2 separate regions of the Mus musculus genome follow, and region 2 is linked to region 1. Evidence: chromatin contacts called from public promoter capture Hi-C data. All regions are on one chromosome and are shown on one strand. Each heading gives the region's core, a stretch centred on a gene start, on an enhancer-like site or on the middle of the called end of the contact. The rest is flanking DNA. Distances are from core to core; before and after follow the strand shown. Region 1 overlaps Gm12694 (a long non-coding RNA gene). Region 2 overlaps Fggy (FGGY carbohydrate kinase domain containing).

Region 1 (6,911 bases), core at 2,926-5,425:
CATGGTCAGGCCTGTCACAACGGGAGGCTACTTCCTGGCACCAACTTCTTTCTATCTTAGGTACTTTTCTTTTTTTTTTTTTTCCATTTTTTATTAGGTATTTTGCTCATTTACATTTCCAATGCTATACCAAAAGTCCCCCATACCCACCCACCCCCACTCCCCTGCCCACCCACTCCCCCTTTTTGGCCCTGGCGTTCCCCTGTACTGGGGCATATAAAGTTTGCAAGTCCAATGGGCCTCTCTTTCCAGTGATGGCCGACTAGGCCATCTTTTGATATATATGCAGCTAGAGTCAAGAGCTCCGGGGTACTGGTTAGTTCATAATGTTGTTCCACCTATAGGGTTGCAGATCCCTTTAGCTCCTTGGCTACTTTCTCTAGCTCCTCCATTGGGAGCCCTGTGATCCATCCATTAGCTGACTGTGAGCATCCACTTCTGTGTTTGCTAGGCCCCGGCATAGTCTCACAAGAGACAGCTACATCTGGGTCTTAGGTACTTTTCTATTGCTGTTATAAGACACCATGACCAACGCAACTAAGAAAAGAAAGTGTTTAATTGGGCTTACAGCTTCAGAGGGTTAGAGTCCGTGATGGCGGAGTGAAGGCCTGGCAGCTGGAACAGCTAAGAGCTCACATCTTTATTCATAAGTAAGAGGCAGAGAGAAAGAGTACTGACAATGGCACAAGTCTGTTTAAACCTCAAAGCCTGATACCAGTGACATACTTTTTCTAACAACACACACCTGCTAATCCTTCCCAAACAGTTCCACCAACAAGGGGGGCAGAACAGGGTATATATTCAAACACATGAGTCTATGGAGCCATTCTCATTCAAACTACCACACAGAATAATTTTGTTATTTACAATTTTCTTTTTTCAAAGTATAATTAATATACATGCATATATCTAGAAAATATGTCAAAGTAGTCTCTAGCTCCATATCTGTCCTTCTCTGATATTGAATACATATGCTTTGTCTAGATCACACAAAAAAAGGAGTCAGGATTATGGTATGACTAGAAACCAGATTGGCTGAGAAATTGAGGTAGGAATAGCTTAAGGAGAAGGAGACTTGGTGAACTGACTTTCATGGCTGTGCTCCCAAAGGGCTTGTGTCCATGTTCAAAAGAAAAAGAAATGTGCTTTATTTCTGGTAACTGTGGTTAAGATCAGCAAGTAGAGGTTCAAGACAAGGAGATCTCATTTACAGACAGAACTTCCTAGCAGTCAGAACTACCCTACTATAGAAAAATGGAAAAGGCTATGTCAAGGGAGTTCCAGACTAGGATGCTATGGTAGTTTGAATGAGAGTGTGACCCAAGAGTATTTGCTTAAGGACTGAAGCTAAAGTTAAAATCAAAAGAGTCTAATTCTATAGGTCAATGCTTCAGAATTCCAGAGCAGTTTTCACTCACACAGACTAATATAGACTCTACTGGATGTAATATAATTACTGGCGTAGGTCTCCCTTCTCGCTAGGGTTGTTGGCCACAGCCCATGAGAGGAAAGGAAGGAGAGTTGACTAACAGGCCCTGTGCGTGCAAACAGTAATAACGACACACTAGGACCAGCTTCAGGAAGACAGATGAACTTTACGTGGAGTGATTCGAGGGTTATATAGTTTGGGGTTAAGAGCATAGGAGTATCCAGGGTGGGTAAAGGTCATTGGCTGAAGGCTAAGGCACTGAGCTGCCTCACTGGCACTGGGGAAGGCACTTCAAGAATCTCAGGTGCTTGCTCTTCAGCTTCTTACCCAGAGAAGGAAACTGAACCTGTAATGTTCTGCAGGCAGATAGAGGTGTGTGGGGGCAGCGGGCAGTGTAGGATGGGGTGGGGGTGTTTAACTTCCCTAATAACGTCAGAGAAGGAGAAGCCCTGGTGACAAAGGGAGTCTGCCATTTTGCACAGAGTGGCAATGGTAGACTTCTACCTTAGCAGGGCAACAGACTGGGACATGACAGGCACTCAATAGAGCCTAGTTCTCTTCTACCCATCTTTAATCTAACTTTAACCTAAACACACCAGTGAGCTAGCACTCACCTTCCAGTGTTGGGCCCTGTGGTACCCTCACCCTCAGCTGGTTACAGTGGGGTAATAACTGTTCTCATGATGAAGTTCTTAGGGGTTCTTAGGAACAAAACATTTTCTTCAAAGGCTCCTCCTACATCTTATTTAACAGAGTTGGGCCAGAGTCTCATCCCTAAGCTTACCAATGGTAAAAGATCAAGCAATTGAATAAAGGAAGAAAAAGGAAAAGGGAAACTGGGGTAAAAAGGAAAAAGGACAAAAAAATGTAATGAATACTGCATAGGTGATAGCTGTGTCCCCTAGACCCATAGTTTTCTATAAACAAACCAAGGCTGAGAAGGGTTTAATTAATATGCCAGAGTCAAGGGTAGGAGTATGGCCATCACAGGAAGTGTGGCTAGCATAGGAAAAGTGGGTCACAGTTGGAGAATGAGGGGCAAGTGAGAGCAGGGTTAAGGACAAGGGTTCTAGCCTGTGTGGCGCTTTGAAGTCATTTTCAACAGGACTGACTACATTAACTTCCTAAAATTCTAGTTCCCAGAAATTAGGAAACTGTGAATATTAAAAATGTTTGTTTGTTTTGTTTTGAATTCTCCAGATGTTTTAATGCAGCACCAAGAGCAGAATCGCTGGTTTAGGAAGACAACAGTTGACAAGTGGAGATTCAATGCTGAAAGCACAGCGCTGTCAGGGAGACATGGTACCTGCCTCTTCTGTTTCCTCCCAAGTGACTGCTACTTCTTGAGGATAGCCAGGTTTTAGTTACTCATGTGACCCAGCACCTGACACCTGATCAGGCAGTTAATGATGGAATGAATGGGTCATTAATGATATACTCACAGAACACCATTTTTATACCACTCCTACAATGCAATCATGCTCCCATTTTACAGATGAGCAAATCAAAACCCTGATATTCTTTATGATCAACGAAAGAAATTGGGAGGCTAAGAAGTCAAACTAGAATTTAGAGAACAGTAGCCACCAAGAATAGGGTCCTGTGGCGGATTGCTTTTCTCCCTTTTCTCCAGGACCCCTTCTCTTTGTACCCCCAAAGCCTCAGATGTTACTGAGTCTGCCTTCCTGGCCTCTTTCATCCTCCTTGGAACCCTAGCCTGCTGGAAAAGAGGAAGAAAGGACTGGAGGTACTAACTAAGGCATATCTGGGGGTCAGGACCAGCCTGTGTCTGAGAATCTGCTGGAGTGGGAACTGACCACAGCCATCCGTACTGGGAGGCCCGGGAGCTGAACACAGCACCTCATTCATGGTGTGACCTTGAGTAAGCAACTCCTTACTTCTCGACTCCAGTGTCATCACGAAGGGTGTGTAGCAGAACATTTGGGTCACATACTCCAGTTCTGAGGTTCAGGTAGATACAGGGGGCTAAATGGGAACTAGTGAGCAGACCAGCATGTGCCTTGTTGAATAATGGTGTGAATTAAATGAGTTCTAGAAGCTGTTGCCATAAGGGCTGGTGGACTTGGCATTGTGAGGATTTTGGGGTTATTTTTTTAAGGATTGTTATTAAATCTATATTTTTTTAATGTGTGATCTTGTGGTTAATCTATCTGCCCAGTAATAACAATAGTAATCAACATGTGTGTGACAAAATAAATAACAACAAAAGCGTACGAAACCAGATTGAGCTTGGTCTCATTTGTGAGACCCCTGTACTAAACTGTCTAAAAGGCCCTTGCAGGACACAGGCCTTTAGCATTTCGGCAATAGCTGGAACTTTTATCCAGGAAGTAAAATCGAAATGGCACCATCCTTATACTCCTAGTACTTTGGTATGCACTTAATTCTGTGATCGCGGGAGAAACATCACCTTCCCAAAAGATCTGTCTGGTTTTAAACGCTAGGCTGACCCCTTCCTAGAGAAACAGTGACCTCTGGTGGAAAATGGCAGCAGAGCAACGCCGCTGTGCTGAGATAATTTAATGCTTAGGCAAACTGACTGTTTTCACTTGAAATAGATTTAATGAAGAATAATAAATAAAACCTAGACACATATGTACAGATGGTTTGATGTATGTTAGGCAAGAGTCAGGCTTTCATGTATACATTTGGGAGTAATTACTCTTAATCTAAAAAAAGAAGTTGAGGATTAGCGAAAGAACGAAAGCATTTGCTAGATTGACTGACAGCAATCTGGAATGGGCAGGCATGGAGAGAAAGCTAGGACTCGGGCAGTGTTCTGAGAATCAGAGACTTGAGTAATTTACTGAAGGTCTCAGTGATTGTTCCCATGCATGCTTTGATGAGTCCCCAACGACTCTCCAAGGCATGGACTATTAATTATCTCCATTTGACGAATAAGGAGCATGCAGAATAGGGACTCTGAGTGACAGAGTCCTTGGCCGTTAAAGGACTTCTGGCTGACTGTGCTGTCTTTTGCACAGTGTTGTGTAAGGTCTTCAGTCGTGTAACTAGAAATGGTGCCGCTGGGTTGCTCCCATGCACTCCAAGCCCTAACCCTGCAAATTACATGCATCTTGAACACCAGTGACTTTCACAGTGGTCATGAAAATCTTGAGTCACATCACAAAACAATGGGTCATCCTTCTTTATTTTTGAGGTCATAAGATAATTACATCTCTCCCTTCCTTTTCCTCCCTTCAAACTCTGCTGTGACCCCTCTGCTCTCCTTCAAACCCATGGCCTCCTTTCCTCTCACTAATTGTTATCACATGCATATATATGTAGACATATATACCTAAATGTAGCCTGTTCAGGCCATATAATGTTACTTGCATGTATGATTTCAGGGCTGACAATCTGGTACAGGAGAGTCAGTTGGTGTGCTCTTCCCTGGGGAAGATCATCTCCCTCTGAAATAGATCATTCTGGAGAAGCTGAAGATCCCATGGATTGGGTGAGAACTATTGTGCAGATTCGTGAGCTCGGCATTTTAATATGAGGTGTAGGATGGTAAATGAAAGTTCAGAAACCACGTCAGGAAGGATTTACTAAGACAGAACTGGGACCCATTACCAGGAGGGGAAAACTCAAGGAACATGCATTCAGTCCTTCCCTTGTGTGTTCATTGATGTTTACAGTGTTTGCTTATGTGCAGCCCTGTGTCAGGATTCCAGTGTTTACGTGTGTGGGGGCTTGTGTCCGGTGTGGAGGAGACAGCGATGCAGACATTACATGTGGTCTCATTAAACCTCATATAGAGAGGGTCAGAGAATAGCAGAAGTGTCTCATGGAGAATTATCTGTTCTCAGCAGGTTCATACAGAAGGACAGAACTCAAATGGACTGGAAGGGGTTGGCTGAACCGTGTGTGACACTGCGCTAGCACTGTCTGCTTAGAGACTAAAAGTCAGTGGGAAGCTTTCAGTGAGACTGAAAGTGGTGTTGGGTTGTGGTGGGACTTAACCCTCTTTCTACCCTTTGGGCCCAGAGTTCACTAGAAAGACTAACAATTGATATCGCCTCTCAGTTTTAGATAAGGACAGACAAAATTACAGCCATTGGTCTTTTGTTTTCTTTCTTGATCTTTTCTTTGTCTCTCAGTGATATTGTGGCCTTTTTTTTCCTTTTTTTTTTTTAATTTTCTTTTCTTTCTTTCTTTTTTTTTTTTTTTCTTCTTTTCTTTTTTTGAGACAGGGTTTCTCTGTGTAGCCCTGGCTGTCCTGGAACTCACTCTGTAGACCAGACTGGCCTTGAACTCAGAAATCCGCCTGCCTCTGCCTCCCAAGTGCTGGGATTAAAGGCGTGTGCCACCACGCCCGGCCTTTGTGGCCTTTTCTCTTCTGGTCACACAAGGTTCCTACAAACTTCGTCTTTTAACCATAAACTGTAAAGGACTGACATCAGAAATCTTGGGGGCAGGACACGAGCATTTTCTTTCCTATCACGTGTGGTGCTAGGGGTTGAGCCAGGGGCCTCATACGTGATGGGCGAGCATCCTGCCACTGACATGCATCCCCCCAGAATTTTTGTTCTTTACTTAAAAAAAAATTTGAACAGGGTGTTGCCAACTTGTCCAGACTGACCTTACACTCACCCTGTAAACCAAACAGCTTGAATGCACATGAAGCCCTGATAGGCATTGAACTTCTGATCCTTCTGATTCACTCAGGAGCTGGAACTACAGTCCTGCACTACCAGGCCTTGCTGGATCTTTCAAAGGTCCATCGTGAGACTTTCATTTCCATTGTAGATAACTGAAAAGCACAAAATAAGCTATAACAGCGTAGAAGGGCATCACCCAAATGACCATCACTGACATTATTTCCTACATTTGATTCCTCTGATTATAATTTATTTTATTTTTAAATACATATGATCAAGCCAAACCCTGCTATTTCATTTATGATTACTCAAAAGACATAGTTATATCAAGATCTTTATTACAACCATATTTAATCATATAGCTATTATATTATACTGAATAAATGCATCATACTTTATCTTTTCTCATATCTTGGACATTTCCAATATTTTGGTAGTATAAACAATGCTCAAATCTAAAACTTTCTATAAATATTTCAAATGTAAACAAATGTTGTGCACAAAGATGTTGGTTGTGACCTTTAATTTTCTACCTATCCCCTACCCCCAACATGCTCATGTCCTCTTGATCTTTATTGCACAATCCCAAGTCTCATGACGTGGCCTGAGCCATTCACTCTCTGGAATACTCATGAACTCCACTCATCTTTCTTAAAAGACGATCTTAAAAGCAAGCTCCATTGTTCTTTGCTTAGGACTGCTCCCTTCTCTGCTCTCTAAGACTTCTCGTCCTGGTCTCACCACCATTCTCTCTAATTGCTCTGTTAGATTGAGCAAAGCAAACATTTGGTTAATCATTTGGAAAATTGGTCATCACACTGCTGGCTGACTGGTATAATGGAGGTGGTCTAGTGTCA
Region 2 (6,911 bases), core at 1,557-4,056, 630 kb before region 1:
AGTTTTTAGCTTGTTTCTCTCTTTCACAAACCAGCTGTGATGTGAACAATTTTGTCCCGACACTCCTAATGTGCTGCTCTGCTACACTCCAAATGAACTGGTCCAACTGTTCGTGTGAGCCAAATTAAACCTTTTCTCTCTATAAACTAATTAACCCAGGTGTTTGTTATAGCAGCAAAAAGCTAACAGAGATGGCAAGGAGATAAATGCATAAAGTTGGTTTTATTCTTTATTACATTTATTTGTTTGTTTGCTGCTTGCTTGCTTATTGGAGGTGTGGGTCACCATCGCTCAGGCACACATGTGGAGGTCAGATGACAAATTGGAGGAAGGTGTTGGTTCTCTCCTTACATCATAGCATAGGTTCACACGATCAAACTTGACAGCACATACCTTAACCTGCTGAACCATCTCACTGGCTCTCAAATGTAGATCTCGTGATGTCCTGGCAGTGATGACACCCTCTTGAAGGTTAATGGTAACAAGCCATGTAGGTAGCTAGCATGCCTTAAACCTGTTGTAGGAAGAGCTTTCTACACATAATCTCTGCCAAGCCCCAAACCAAGCAATGATGAACAAAGGAGAGAAGAAAGTACACAGGGGCATGATGGGAAGTCAAAACGGTTGGTGGCTTTCCACTCCAGAATCCAGACTCTGCTTATCCTGGAGCCCACTTTCTCCTTTCCACAGATGATGTCTTCACACTACTTTCTAAAGGAAATTTCGGGATTCTTAGGACTAGAATATTATATGTGGAAACTCATTAGGAAAGGGAATAGTGGATTATGAACAGAAAGTCAAGTATAAGAATGAATCATTGTTTATAATAAACAAACAAAACCACACCAATTTTGAGACCATAGGTCCCTTTTGTTAGAGATCAGAAATGCTTCTACAGAGATGCTCTGACTACAATGTGATTCTCATCAAACCTTCCCTACCAACAACTGACTGTACCACATGAGTCTACACAGTGAAATACCCTGATTTTTTTCTTTTTTTTTTATTAGATATTTTCTTTATTTACATTTTAAATGCTATTCCCTTTCCTAGTTTCCTCTCTGAAAGTCCCCTATACCCCACCACCACCTGCTCCCCAACCCACCCACTCCCACTTCCTCGCCCTGGCATTCCCCTGTACTGGGGCATATAATTTTCACAAGACCAAGGGCCTCTCCTCCTATTGATGGCCGACTAGGCCATCCTCTGCTACATATGCAGCTAGAGACAGGAGCTCTGGGGGTACTGGTTAGTTCATGTTGTTGTTCCTCCTATAGGTTGCCGACCCCTTCAGCTCCTTGGGAAGTACCCTGATGTTTAAGCTCTGCATTTGTTTCACTGAAGGCCACCTCTACCACTGCTGGACAATCCTTTAAACCTTTGCAAAGAATTTCAACAAAGGGTGAGGCTTTGAGACAATTCACTACAAGACATCAAAGAAAGTAAATAGGAGTGCAGTGTAAAAGGAACGAGAAATCCCACATTTTCTTCTCTGTAAAAAAGATGGGACACAGTAAGAGGCATGGCTGTGAAGCCATGCATGCATTCCTAGGTGGGCCCCAGCCTCTGTTCCGTAGCAGCTGTGTGAGCCAGAACATGTTCCTTGGCACACTATCAGGACCACATAGGACAAATGCACAATATCCCAGAATGTAGTTCCTTTCCCACAGGACGAGCCCTTCACTGGCTTTCTCTTCTGTCCTGCCCCTCAGCCCATCCAGTCTAGTGTAGACAGGTTTCACTCTATATCTCTAGTATGTCCTGGAATGACTCCTATCACTGTACATTATTACCTGCTACTTCACCAGACATTCCCTAGATACCCAGACAGAAAAGCACACCACTATCTTTAAAAAGCAACTCCCATTAATGAATAGAACCCTACTCATGTGGCCTTTTGCTCATCACTGGCTGGGATGCTCCTCAGAAGCTGGGGCTATGCCTTGTTCTGCTGCAGACAGTCAGAGGAGAGAGGTCTAGCTCACAGAAGACGGTTCGAACTGAAATATCAGAAGTCCATCTCTTTTCCAAAACAACACAAAGGCAAGCTTTCCCCTAAGGGATCTCTTTTCCTTTCTGTAAAACAGTACACAGACCCCACCCCCCCCCCCCGCCCCTAGCCCCTAGCCCTCCACTGAATTACAGTTAAAATAGCTTTTGTGAAGGACAGACACGGGACACAGTGGCCATTTCTCTTCATGTGTGTGCACCCAGGCAATGAAGCCATTGTAATGGGAACAATGTGTGTTTCATTGCACTTCAACAGAACACATGACACTGTGTTTTGAGCCTGGGTGGGGATAGGGGCCAAAGTAAAGAAACCAACCCTAAAGTTTTATTGCATGAAATTCTGATAAAGAAGCACTTCGAAGCCTCTTTCCCATCATCAAAAAACCCACACTGGGCAAGATCAGAGCTTAACAGCCAAAAAAAAAAAAAAAAAAAAAAAAAAAAAAAAAAAAACCACATTCAATCCCTGAGATCATTTTCCTGAAATAGAAAACTACATATGTTTCTCAAATTTCACATCAAGCCACTGCAGAGGCCAGACTGCAGGGCTAAATTGGCCCAATAAGAGAAAAAGAAAGGAGAAGGGAGAAGGGAAAAAGAGAAGGAAAGAAACCTATTCTCCCACATGGCCACGTCTCCTCAGCACAATGTAGACTTACAAGCACCCAGCCACAGAGCTCTCAGTGAGAGTTGCTTATCCTGCAGCTTTTCCTTTGTCAAATTAAGAGACACTGCCTTGGATTAAAAAGACGCCTTAAATTCAAAAATGACTTCATGGTTGGCTCAGAGCTCCGAGTCTCCAGGGCTGGCCGCCAGGAGCACATCTAGTTCAGAGCCTCCCTCCCCTCCCTACTGGAATCAACCTGACTTCCAGAGAGACTGCAGGGCAAACCCTCAAGCAGAAGGGGTTTCCATACTAATTAAAGTCCAAGCACCTCTTTGAAACTATCTCCAGCTCAGCTTATAGAAAACTGAGGTTTCCTAAGAAGCAAGGATGGGGGTTAGGGATGAGGTAAGGGTACAAACAGGTAAAGTGGCATTGGGAAGATATTACGTTTTAAACAGCAGGCTACACTCTAGATAAGAACCAGAAAGAAATCTAGGAGGATGGATGAGCTAAAGACCTTTACAGAACCCGGGGAGAAGGCCTGACTTCTGAAAGGAGTAAGAGCCAGGCAATATTCAAAGCTGAGAGTTTTCACTAATGGATGCACTGCTTGGCACATTCTAACATACAGGTTGACATTTTTTTATTCATTAACAAAAATGAAAGCCATCTTCTAAATGACTTTAGAACAAAGGAATCCCTGATAGCAGTTTCTTAATAACATTTAAATATTTTTTCAAAGGCCCTTGAGAGAGAAGGAAAAGAAACACAGCAAAAAGGAGGTATATAAATTTTTAAAAAGAAACTATACAGAAGGGGAAGAGAAAGAAGAGAAGGAAGGGTCAGAATTTCCATGTAAAGTTGAGTTCCAGAGGTCTAATTCTACAATTAAACCTTAACTACCCATTTCTAAGGGAAAGAGCCTAAGAAAAAAATCCAAAGGGGTGAATGGTGGAAGTCCTTTCACTAGATTATTACATCTGCACAAGGGTCAGGACCCATGGTATGGGGCAAGTCCTTCAAGCTCCCCTCCACCTCCCTTCTGCATCCTGTAACCCATCTTGAACACAACCACACTGTTGGAGCCTTGCTATATCATAGATTCCAGTACAAGATGCTAACACCTATAATGAGACAGGATGAATCTGAAAGCAACCAGAATAAAATAATAAAGACAAAATAATCAGAAGATCCAATTATCATCCAAGAAACAGTCCACTGGCAGAGGGGTCCACCCTGGATACAAACTAACTGAAGAGTTTACAAAGAAATCCATTCTATGGAGACCTGGTTTCAAGAAAAGGTACCCCTAATCAAGTTACAGCCCAAAGGTCATACTGACCATGCAACCTTGTCCCTTGGTTTCAACCTCAGGGTAAAATACTTCTGATTTCAGTATCATGTTCATAGTTCCAAGACTGTCAACAGAGAGTATACCATCATATCCATTTGCAAGCGAGGAACCAAATTCTGAGACTATTTCACTTTGCCAAATTAAAATAACAAATGGAAATACATTTAAGAGATGATCTGAGGCTTCAGAAAAAAGACAAAAGGTTAAGTAGAGGAAAAGCCATATGGCTTCTCAGTTAGAATTTCTGCCATGCTCTATCCACAGGATTTATGTCTAGATGTATAGAGCAGAGAACCTGGCAAAGAACCTTCTAGAACCTGAGCATTATAGACTAGTGGATCTCAACAATGGGTGCACCTCACTGGCACTGAAGTCACATGGCAACTACATCTGAAGGCAAACTTTTGCACTTAGATTTGCTCAACTTCCAAACACTGAAAGAAGCCCTCTAACCTCCCTGCCTCCATGTACCCACAGAGATAGGTGCTAGTGTCTACACAGGACAGCAGTAGAACTGAAGTTCCAAAGAACTGGGGCTTTCTTAGGCATGGATGAAAAGGCATTCTAACCCTCACAGCCACTCCTACCGCTGGCTGGCACAATACAGTCTGGTTTCTTATTCTTTAAGCCTCTTTTTTCCCATTAATTTATTTATTTATTCACTTTACATCTCAATCACAGCCCTACCTCTCCTCCTAATCCCCTCTTCACAGTGCTCCACCCCATTATCCCCCCCATTCTCTTTCACTTCTGAGAAGGGGCTGGTCTCCCCTGGGTACCAACCCTCCCTGGCACCTCAAGTCACTGCAGGACTAGGTACATCCTTCCACCGAAGCCAAGCAAGACAGCCCAGTTAGGGGAGCAGGATCCACAAGCAGGCAACAGAGTTGGAACGGCCCCTTTTCCAGTAGTTGGAGAACCCACATAAAGACCAAGCTCCCTATCTGCTACATATGTGCACAGGGGTGGGGGAGGGTCTCTGTTAGTTGACTCTTGCTCTTGTGGAGTCCATATCCCCCGTAGATCCCTCAATACTTCCCCCAACTCTTCCGTAAGACTTTCCAAGCTCTATCTAATGATGGCTGTGGCTCTGCATCTGTTTTGGCCAGCTGCTGGTTGGGGCGTCTCAGAGGAGAGTTAGGCAAGATTCCTCTCTGCAAGCATAACAGAGCCCACAGGATGGACTCAAGTTAAGCCAGTCATTGGTTGGTTGTCCATTCCTTCAGTCTCTGTGACATCTTTGCCCCACCCTCCACCCCCCTTCTTGTAGACAGGACAAATTTTGAATTAAATGTTTTGTGGGTGAGTTGCTGACCTTACCCCCTCACTGGGAGTCCTGCCTGGCTACAGGAGGTGGTTATTTCAGGCTTCATATCACCCACTGCTAGGTGTCTCAGCTAGTTCCACCATTGTAGACTCCCTGGCACCTCCCCCATCTCAAGTCTCTGGCAAGCCCTAGAGATGCCCCCCCCCCCCACACACACACACATTTCCATTTACTGTCCTAGCCCTCTCTCCTTGGCTTTCTCTACATCTGACCTCAGCTCCCCTCCACTCCTCATCCCCTCTCCTGCCCAGTTCCCTCCCTGGCCAGAGCAATCTCCACACCTGTTTGCATGTTCACATTCACAAGAGCTCTAAGGTACTAGAGTATTCCTATTCAATGCCTCACTGGAGAAGATAAGATAAAACCTCCAAACCGAAGGGGCTTAGGGGAAGCATTAAGCAACTTTATTTGATTTCTGAAAGACTGTACTTTTCTCCACACGAGCTTCTTATTTGAGTTTGCATTTACCTCAATATAATACTAAAATAAGTAAATACATTTTACTAAAGTAGAATTTGACCTAAAGTAAGGACAAATGGAGGTGGTCCGTGCCATGTACTAGAACGTGAGATATTCTATCCATGCATTGTATTTTCTATTTAAAGCAAACTGAGGCTTTGTCCTTCTGTAAAAGGAAATGGATTAACAGGGATTAAACCTGTATGCAAGGCCACCCAGGTGAGTATCAGTAAATAGTTCTAGCTAGAGAACATTTGGTTTCACTTCATGTTTTAAAAAATAAATTTAACTATGCATCTGTGTGGAGTTCTGTGCACATGAGAGCCAGTATCATGGAGGCTAGTGGAAGGTATTGGGTCCTCTGAAGCTGAAGTTCTAGGCAGCTGTGAGCCACCCAACTTGGGTACTGGAAACTTAACCTAGTTCCCCTGCAAGAACAGCAAATGCTTCTACCCACTGAGCTATCTCCACTTTTACTTTTATGGCTCCATTACTTTCATGGATTTTTAAGTGTTCAAGGAATATGAGGCACCAACTGCTCGATTAAAATCTCATAGGTGTTCTATGACTACAGATCAAGAATAAATATATGGATTTGTAGATGAGGGAATGACAGAAACTGAGCTAAGGTTGCTTCAGACCTTAACATCTTCCCCATAATCAGCATAGATAGTGTGCTCTATGATTATGATGGAGGAATTATAAATTGATATCTAGGACACTGTCCAATGCAATTTACTGAGAAACGATGGTTTTGTAATTGTCTTTTTAACCTGTCCAATAGCAATTGTCTTTAGTTTTTCTCTAGTAGTAAGAAAACGCCAAGATTATTTGGGTAGAAAGGTACTCAGATAAAACAGCCTCCCTCTGGCTACTTTTGGCCATAAGTCTAAGTGTTGATTGATGATTATATAAAGGAAAGTGTAATACAGATCTCCCAGGAAGATCATTTACATAAGGCTAGCTCAGCTCTGTGGCACACCCTATGTGCCCCTGACATCTTTTTATCATGGACACTACAGAAATATCCCAGACCGTGAAGTAATCTCAAGCATGAGTTCCGAAAGACAGTGAAGTAGAAATGGTAAATAATAATAATAATAATAATATCTTTAATTACTTCATGGGACCTTTACAATAGACCAAAGACTCTC

What was found. Capture Hi-C pulls out chosen DNA fragments and counts their contacts.
Region 2: a promoter capture Hi-C map of adipose tissue shows a contact between it and region 1, with 5 times the contacts expected there. The contact joins two enhancer-like sites. A contact is called at or near these places in 3 of 15 datasets of contacts at CTCF or cohesin (CD8 T cells, the NIH/3T3 cell line and pro-B cells), 6 of 484 Hi-C or Micro-C datasets (the C2C12 cell line, Sertoli cells, bone marrow-derived macrophages and 2 more), 3 of 115 datasets of contacts at active chromatin or transcription factors (CD8 T cells, bone marrow-derived macrophages and fibro-adipogenic progenitors) and 1 of 9 other capture datasets (adipose tissue).

Annotation. Positions count from the first base shown.
Region 1 is chr4:95,005,360-95,012,270 of GRCm38.p6, reverse strand. The region is part of intron 2 of Gm12694 (a long non-coding RNA gene); the gene reads right to left. Among named protein-coding and RNA genes, the nearest start is that of Gm12694, 30 kb to the right of the region's middle. Within about 2 kb of position 4,175, at least 5 of the 459 cell types and tissues checked have an H3K27ac peak or open chromatin away from gene starts, as enhancers often do. A contact at or near this core is called in adipose tissue, where this site is marked.
Region 2 is chr4:95,632,931-95,639,841 of GRCm38.p6, reverse strand. All of the region lies in intron 5 of Fggy (FGGY carbohydrate kinase domain containing), which reads right to left. Among named protein-coding and RNA genes, the nearest start is that of Fggy, 79 kb to the right of the region's middle. Within about 2 kb of position 2,806, at least 125 of the 459 cell types and tissues checked have an H3K27ac peak or open chromatin away from gene starts, as enhancers often do. A contact at or near this core is called in adipose tissue, where this site is marked.